2 separate regions of the Muntiacus reevesi genome follow, and region 2 is linked to region 1. The links are chromatin contacts, called in public Hi-C maps. All regions are on one chromosome and are shown on one strand. The core of a region is the stretch at or near the end of the contact, and the rest is flanking DNA. Distances in the headings are between cores, read along the strand shown.

The links. A called contact is a pair of places that touch in the nucleus more often than the background predicts.
Region 2: a Hi-C map of blood shows a contact between it and region 1, with 3 times the contacts expected there. The contact joins the promoter of THAP1 here to the promoter of VDAC3 in region 1. A contact is called at or near these places in 2 of 3 Hi-C or Micro-C datasets (blood and muscle).

The regions. Positions count from the first base shown.
Region 1 is chr10:77,858,661-77,862,968 of mMunRee1.1, reverse strand. It overlaps VDAC3 (voltage dependent anion channel 3), which reads right to left and starts at 1,976. Exons shown (of 9, transcript XM_065946788.1): 1 at 1,768-1,976.
Region 2 is chr10:78,168,544-78,172,851 of mMunRee1.1, reverse strand. THAP1 (THAP domain containing 1) reads left to right here and starts at 1,968. Exons shown (of 3, transcript XM_065947111.1): 1 at 1,968-2,677. The coding sequence starts at 2,607.

The DNA.
Region 1 (4,308 bases), core at 727-3,226:
TCTTCAAACACCCTAGGTGCTTCACTTCATCTTGCCTGAGGATTCAGTCAGCTTCTCTACTGCCAAGATGACCCTCATCCTCATCAAAATTCTCAGGCCAACCAACAATGCTGAATGTACCATTCTTTGGCCTTTCTGCACAACAGGAAATCTCTTCCAGCAGCATCCTCAAGTCATGCTGGAGCACCTCAGGCAACCCCAATAGCCCCACTGTGCATGCTAAGTTGCCAGGCTCCTCTGTCCATGGGATTCTTTAGGCAAGAATACTGGAGAGGGTTGCCATTTCCTCCTCCAGGGGATCTTCCCCACCCAGGGACTGAACCGGCCTCTCCTGAGTTTCCTGCCTTGGCAGGTGGATTCTTGACCACTGAGCCCCCTGGGAAGCCTCTGTTAACCCCATTACTACCCCCCCCACCCCCAGTAAAATCCAGAGCACCAGCGAGCCCTTGCAATTACGATGCCTCAACCACCTACACGTTCAAACCTATTCACTTCTATTTAGCAGAGCTCTCAGTCTGGCCTCTTGCTAATAAGTAAGCTTCTGCCTATCCCGCCACACCTGACCACCACACACACACTTCATGGTGCATTTCTTCACTGTGAATTCATTTAAAATGTGTTCCTTAACCTAAACCTGTCAAATACGACAGACATTAGGATATGTTAAGAGAACAGAGCATAAGAATACATATAAAGTTAAGTGGAAAGAATAAAGATGAAGAAGATAAGTGTACTGAGTCACACCATAATAAAACTTCGTACTGGGCCACAAGGTTTCAAAGTTCTTTTCCAGAACAATTAATTTACAACACAAGTCCTCTGTGTCCCAACCATCAATTTGAGACTTCTTAAACGTTGCCAACTGCAATCTGATATTACTCTTTATGATCACAAACGACTGTGGTACCTGTTGAAATTCTGCCTGAAGCCCATAATTTGGGAGGTTAAGTATAAAAACCAGGCACTACTGTACTCAAATATTAGAAACGCTAAGGTTTTACAGTTTGCTTTTAAAAAAAAAAAGAAAGATACACTTCAGTGTTTAGAAACCTCCATCCAGGGACCCATTACAGTCTTCTAGCATTTTGCTTCTTTTACAAAAGCACTTGCTAGACACTGCAAAAGTCGCGTGGGGGGAGGGGTCGTCTGACCTCAACGGTGCCCAGTTCAAGCTTTCTTTTCCAGGCCCACGATCCCGACGGGAAATGCACTGCTGGTATGAGCAAGCAAAAACTCGAGAAGCCACAGACACGTCACGTTCCAACACACTGCCGCGGCTCTGCCGATGCACTCGTCCGTGGACGTGCACGGCGCCCCCGGGCTGCCGGAGCCGCAGGCGGGGGCGGGGAGCGAGGGGTGCCGGGGTCGGGGGATGGGGGGGCGGTGGCTACAACAGCACCACCGTGGGGACAGCCGGCTCGCCTCGCCTCCGTCAGCTGTACGTCCAGCACCCTCCCCTCGGGGGCAGGGAGTAGAGGGGCCCCCGGAGGCTGGATGCCGAGGCCGGAGAGGAAGCCGGGGCTCGGGAGTTCGCGGACCCGCCTTCCCTCGAAGCCAGCCTCCTGGGTGCCGGCCGGGCCGGGGCGCAGGTGGCGGCGCGGCCCGCCCGTCCCCTGAGGGGCCGGTTCCCGCTGCCCCCGCCCGCGGGCCCGCGCCCCGTTCGGCGGCCCTGCCTCCGTTAGCCGCCTCCCGCGGGTCCCTGCCGGACGGCCGCCCGCCCGCCCGGCCCCCGCCCGGCCGCCGGCCCGCGGCCCCGGCTCGCCTCACCTCCGACCGGAGGGCCCGTCCGCTCCGCTAGGAGGGGCCTGTCCGCTCCGCCAGGGCACCGCTGAAGGTCTTCTTCGGACCAACGCCGTCCGCGCCTGCGCGGCTCCACGCCCGCGGCGCCTGCGCGCCCCGAGCCCCGAACCCCGCGCCGCGGCTGCGCCGGAGAGTCGCTCCGGGGGCGCGCGCCGCGGGCCCGAGGAGGCCCAACACCTCCAACTGTCCGAGTGCGCGCGCGCGCGCCGCGGGGGCCGGCGCGCGAGGGCGGGCGGGGTGGACGTGAGCGCGCAGGCGCGGCGCCCGCGCCTTTATCCCCCGAGGGGCCGGCTCTCGCGAGAAGGCGCGGAGCCCACTAGCGACCCTTGCCCGTGGAGGGGTCGCCCCCGCCGCGTCCTTCTCAATCGGATGCCTGACAGACCTGTGAGGGGATGCCATCTCAGAGTGACTGAAATTCAAGAATGTGGCCTTTAGGTCAGCTCCTCTTAACGATGAGGAGAATACGTAAAAGATGACACCAGAGGAGTAATTCAAAGGAAGAGAGGAGGTGGATGAGGGACAGCTCACCTTTAGAGAAGATTTCCAACTCATAAATGTACAAGAAATTACAGAAACAGAAAACCCCCTCTTTGGAGCCACCAAGAACTGCGTCAGGCAGAATTCATCAATAGTTGCTGGACGCTTGAGGATATTCGTCCAGTTCCAAAGTGTCATCCCATAGATGACTTAGTGAAGAGAAGAGGGTACCTTCACATCAAACGCATCACCTAAACCGAGTGATGGGACTGCGCAGCGTGTGTGAGAATGACTCGCCCAAGAAGTGCTTTGTCTCCCTTTCAGAGGAAACAGACAAATCCAGTTGAGGGACAGTTCTGCAAAACAACCACCTGGTCTCTCCTAAAAACGTGAACTTCATAAACTGTTAAGAAGACTAGTCAAGTGTTCTAGATTAAAGGAGACAAAAGAAAGATATGACCCTTTAGAGCCATGCAATCCTAAATTGCACCCTGGATCAAAAAACAAAAAGCAGCTATTGAGGGTCATTATTGGGACAATTGAGAAAATTTGAATGTCGATTGTATTAGTATTGCATCAATGTTAAATTTCCTGAGGGTAATGGTTATACCTTGATTATGCAGAAATGGGGACTTCCCTGGTGACTCCGAGGTAAAGAATCCTTGTGCAATGCAGAAGATACAGAGATGCAGGTTCAATCCCTGGGTCAGGAAGATCCCCTGGAGGAGGGCACAGCAACCCACTTGCCTGGAGAACCCCATCGACAGAGGATCCTGATGAGTGACAGTCCATGGGGTTGCAAATAGTCCGATGTGACAGAGCTCGCATGCTAACACGCATGCATGGATAAATGGCCTGTTTTTTAAGAGATATATAAAGTAATTCATAAGTGACATAGCGTGTGTCTGCAACAAACGCTCAAATGGTCAGGAAAAAACATTCACAATGTTAACAATTGATGTATCTAGGTGGATGATCTATGGATCTTCATTGCATTATTCTTGACTCTTTCCTGTAAGTCTAAAATTATTTTTCAAGATAAAAAGTTGAAAAGAAAAAAACCCCACAAAGTCTTTGATTCTCAGAACATGATACCAGGTTGCTTCTTGAAACTAGAGGCAAAAATGATTTCCCTGCTGTGTTTAAGTATTTCAGGCTAAGAAAAGATAAGTAAGACACTTGCTCCCAAAGGACTCATAATGTGAGACTTGGAAAATGAGGCAGAAAATGATCAATGTCATTGGCAAAGCAATATAAGTTAGTAGGCTAAATAAAATGAGCTTTGGAGTCAAAAGAGGCTGGGTTGGCACCTCAGATCTGCCAACCCTGTGGTTGTTGGCGAGCAACTCTGTCTCTGTTTCCACATCTGTGAGGCAGAACCAAATAAGGTCTACTTCAGAGGATTGTAGTTGATATAGTAAAGACGGTGAGGTATCCAGAGTACACAGTGATCCACCTAGCACATGGATAATGTTCATTAGTTAATAGCACAGATGAAAATTAATATGCTATAGGCGATTAAAAGCCACGCAAGCGAACTTAGATTTATTCACATCCAGATGAATATTAGAACCATAACTTCAGTCTGCACTTTGGCACAGACCTGGCCTTTGTCGGGCCCAGCAGGTCATTAAAGTCTATAAAAACCACTTCTAACAGAAAGTTGGCAACATTGCTTCCTTGGGCTTCTTCATCCAAAGTCTTTCCTTCTGAAGGGACCTGATAACACCAGTCCCAGGTCACACACAGAGGACCTCCCCTCTCTCCCAACATGCAGGAAGGCGGTAAAAGAAATTGGTCCGGAAAACAGCAGCTGCAGAGGGAATCATTCCTTTGTTTCCCATCGCTCTGACCCTGCTGGCTTAGCAGGATCCACAGTTGCTCTCAACATTCACATCAAGCCTCTGGCCTCAGCCACCTCCAGACTACCGCTAGTTCTCACACCCTGCCCACCCACACTGGGTTCTGAATCTTGGGAGGCATAGAAAGGACTTTCTCAGTTCAAATCCTAATCATCTGGCATTCTTTTCC
Region 2 (4,308 bases), core at 719-3,218, 310 kb before region 1:
ATCAGATGATGCCTTATCATGACGTGAACATATCATTCAACTATCACTTCAGTCAACAGAGGCATCACCACCATCCTGTAATTCCTTTCATGTGCCTGATTTCTTCAACATTACGTTTGTAAGAAGTATCCATGTGGTGGGGCTGCTTTATTTTGCTTGCCATATAGTTTTCCATTTATGACTGTGCCACAACTTACTCAACTATTAATGGACATTTGGGTGGCTTCCATTAACATTTTTAAAAAGCAGACAATCATCTTTGAAAGTATGATGAAGTCTTTGAAAGACTTCCTTGAAATCATTCCTTGACAAGTAAGGAACAGTTATCCTAGCCTTAGGATGTGTTACGAAATGGGCAAAGTAAAAAAGAAAAGCTGATGATGGGTTAGAGGTAGTGAAAATTATTTTTCTATTAAGCAAATAAATTGGTTTGCAGACCACAGCGAAAATTTAGTTTGGGGGGTTGTTTTTACAAAGAAAAATACAACACTCAGTTCAATTCAATAATATATATATATATTTAAATTACATGCAACTCACTTTACCAGTAACTTTACCATTCTGAAGTAAGGAAACATTAGGATAATATTCAACAAATAATAAGAGTGCTTATTTTATTTCCAAATTATGGCTAGCTGGAAGACAGATAGAAGAGGGGGGAAAAACAGAATTTTGGAGGGAAATTCAACTAAATGAAATGACCAGATCACAAACCTCAAAAGCATGAGCTGGACTGGCTGGGATCGTTCATGCTTCTTTAGTAGCCTGCATTTCAGGCCCTGAGAACTGCTTATTCTTTCACTTCTTATACTCCTCACTCCTACAACTCCACTGACCCAGCTTCCAAAACCACTCCCAACCCTCCAAGTCCTCCCTTCTGCTGGCACAGCTCTTTTTTCTTTTTTTTTTTTTAAAGGCCATCAGCATCTGTCAAAGGCACTGCCATCCATCTTAAGTGCTCAAGCCAGAAACTCAAGCTCGTGTGTGTGCGTGCACAGTCGTGTCTGACTCGCCACCCCATGGACTGACCTACCAGGCTCCTCTGCCTATGAATTTTCCAGGCAAGAACACTGGGGTGGGTTGCCATTTTCTACTCCACCTTGATTCTTCTCTTCCTCCTCGTTTCCATGTAGCAGCAGGCCCTGGTGTTTTTACCTCTTACATACTTATCCGCTGCCACCACCTTGACCAAAGGAACCATTCTCTTCCTTGCCTGTTAACTGGTCTGTTCACTTTCTCTGTTACCCCCTTCTGATACACAGTCACAATGACCTTTTAAATATGTTTATCACATCTCTCTGAGGCCTAAATTGACTCTTGGCTTCCCGCCGCACTACCATCCAGACCAACAACTTACTAGCCTTCCCCTCACTTCATGCCCTTCTCCCCTGGCTCACTGGGCTCTACCCACAGCCTCCATTCGGTTCCCAGAAAAGACAGAATTCAAAGACAGAATTCTACTGCCTGATCGTCTTAGCACCCACTCCCTGTGCCGGAAATGCTCTCCCCACCGTCATTCCTTACTAGACTTTTCCCCATTCTTTGGTTAAATGTTCCCTTCTCAGACATTAGGCAGTGACCCTCTCCTCTACCCTTATTAGCCTTACAGCATTCTAATGTATTCAGACTCAGGCATCTTGGCACAATATGATTTTATTTACATTTTTATTGTCTGTCTTCTCACTAGAACAGCTGCTCTATGAAGATGTGCTAGCCTTGCTCACCGATTAAAAATAGAGAGAGCCATGAAATGACAACAGTTCGCCATCCACACCGACGAAAGAAGCAAGCCGAGGAGGAAAAACGTCCCTCAGACGGGTTTTCCCAAGACAGCACCAGGGGACCGCTGGGATTATTACAGAAGCCAAGGCCTTAGTCTCGGGCCTCCCGGGAAGACTGGGCCTGGCGTGTGTGAGGGTGTCCGCTTTTACTGTTGCGCTCTGGCCCCCGAGCTCCTTAGAGCTCCGAATACCTAAAGAGGAAGGTACGGGGATGGAGAGGAGCCCAGCAAGTCCTACAAATCACTCTAACTGTAGCTGCCCTTTTAAAGAGACGAACCCAACTACCCGACCACCTCAACTTTGCGCCTGTCCAACTTGAAGCAGGACAGGCGCAACTTGGTTGGTCTCACCTAATTCTCCAACCTCAGTCGCACGGGATACACAAGCCAGGGAAGCATCGCAGAGGTCGGGACTGGTCCTGCACTCCCGCCTCCCTCCTCCCAGCTAGTTCCTTCTTCCTTCCGGAAGCTCGGGGCCCCGCCCACTTCCGCAACGCCGGGCCTCAGCCAATGGCCTGCGTCCCAGGGAACGTTACCTCTGACCTCAGGGCTAATCAGAAACAGTAGGACGAACTCCTCGCGAGAGGTGAGGTTGAAGCTGTCTCCGCCATCTTGGAGATGGGAGACGGGCGATGGCTGTGGTCTTTCCGCTAATGCAAACAACAAAACGGGCACATTAGTGACTCCCGAGTGAGGCCCTCATCAGTCTGACTGTTGGCCAAAGCTACAGAAGAAGCGAGGGTGTCAAAGCAGAGCGCGGCGACACTGATAACAGCCTCAACTGTCTGCTGGGGCGGCAGAAGTGAAGTAACTGAGGACCGGAAGGATGGTACAGTCCTGTTCCGCCTACGGCTGCAAGAACCGATACGACAAGGATAAACCCGTTTCTTTTCACAAGTAAGGACCCTGCACACCTCGCGGGGCTGGGCCCTAGGTGGGCCGGGGGGCGCGCGGCCGCGCTCGGGGGGCGGAGCCAGGCGCGTTTCCGCGCGAGACCTCTGAGAGGGGCGGGGCCGGGCGCGGGCCTGCGCGAGACCCAGTGCGGAGGCCGCGCTCGGGGGGGCGGAGCCAGGCGCGTCTCCGCGCGAGACCTGTGAGAGGGGCTGGGGCGTGCGCGAGACCCGGTGCGAAGGGCGCGCTCAGGGTCGGAGCCAGGCGCGTTTCCACGCGAAACCTGTGAGAGGGGCGGAGCCAGGCGCGGGCCTGCGCGAGACCCCGTGCGAAGGCCGCGCTCGGGGGCGGAGCCTACAGCGTTTCCGCGCGAGACCTTGAGAGGGGCGGGCCCGGGCAGTGGGCGTATCCCCAGGCAGCCTCCTCAGGGCCGGGTTGCGCGTCCCCGGCGCGCGCCCCCGCGGCGGCCCGCCCTCGCGCTCAGGTTCGCGCGCCTCTCCGGGTGGCGGGTTCGAAGCTCGCGGGCGCTGTGTGGAAATCCCGCTGGTTGTGAGGGTTCCATACCCGGGCCGCGGAGAAGGCAGGTGGTAGTAACTCTTGGAAGGGAAGTTGAAGCAGAAGCAGAGTCCCGCGTTTCCCACCCTGTTGGTCCGGCATCGGTGTGGTGAGGACTGACCTGTCGGTGTGTCAGGGAGCATGTCTTGGACTCAGCTTCTGGGACCCCACTGTTAAGGACGGCTGAGCTCCAGAGAAATCCTCAGGGACTGCCAAGATGCGCAGTGTTGCCCGGGCAGTGACAGTGCGTCTCGAGTGGTGAGGGGAGCCCTCGGGGTCAGGGTGAGCGCACCCCCGCCCTCGGGGCTGCTTCTCCCGGACGCTGCTGCGGCCAGAGCCCTAGAAGATAGAAGCCTCTCTGAGAAGAGCCGCACAACGGAATGATAACGATGATCTGTTGTCCGCACGATGCCATTTTCAGTCGGCCAAATTCAGTATTTACAAATTCTATTACAGTAAAAGTGTCTTGCAAAAATTTCCGACTGTAAATGGATAATAGCTAAAGGAGAACCGGTGGTAGATTATACAGATTATTTGTAGGTGGTGGTTAAGTTGCCAAGTAGTGTCCCACTCTTTGCGACCCCATGGACCGTAGCGCGCCAGGTTCCCTCTCCTTCACTGCCTCCCCAAGTTTGCTCGAACTGATGTCCTTCGAGTCGGTGATGCCAATCAACCATCTTATCCGCTGTCGCCCCCTTCTCCTGTTGCCTGCAATCTTTCCCAGCATCAGGGTCTTTTCCAGTGAGTCAGCTCTTCACATCAGGTGACCAAAGTATTGGAGCTTCAGTTTCAGCACCTTCCAATGAATATTGAGGGTTGATTTCCTTTACGATTGACTGGTTTGATCTCCTAGTCCAAGGGACTCTCAGGAGTCTTCTCCAGCACCACAGTTAAAAAGCATCAATTCTTCAGCTCTCATCCTTCTTAATGGTCCAACTCTCACATCCATACATGACCACTGGAAAAACCATAGGTTTGACTAGATGGACCTTTGTCGGCAAAGGGATGTCTCTGCTTTTTTATGTGCTGTCTAGGTTTGTCATAGCTCTTCTTCCAGGGAGCAAGCATCTTTTATTTATTTA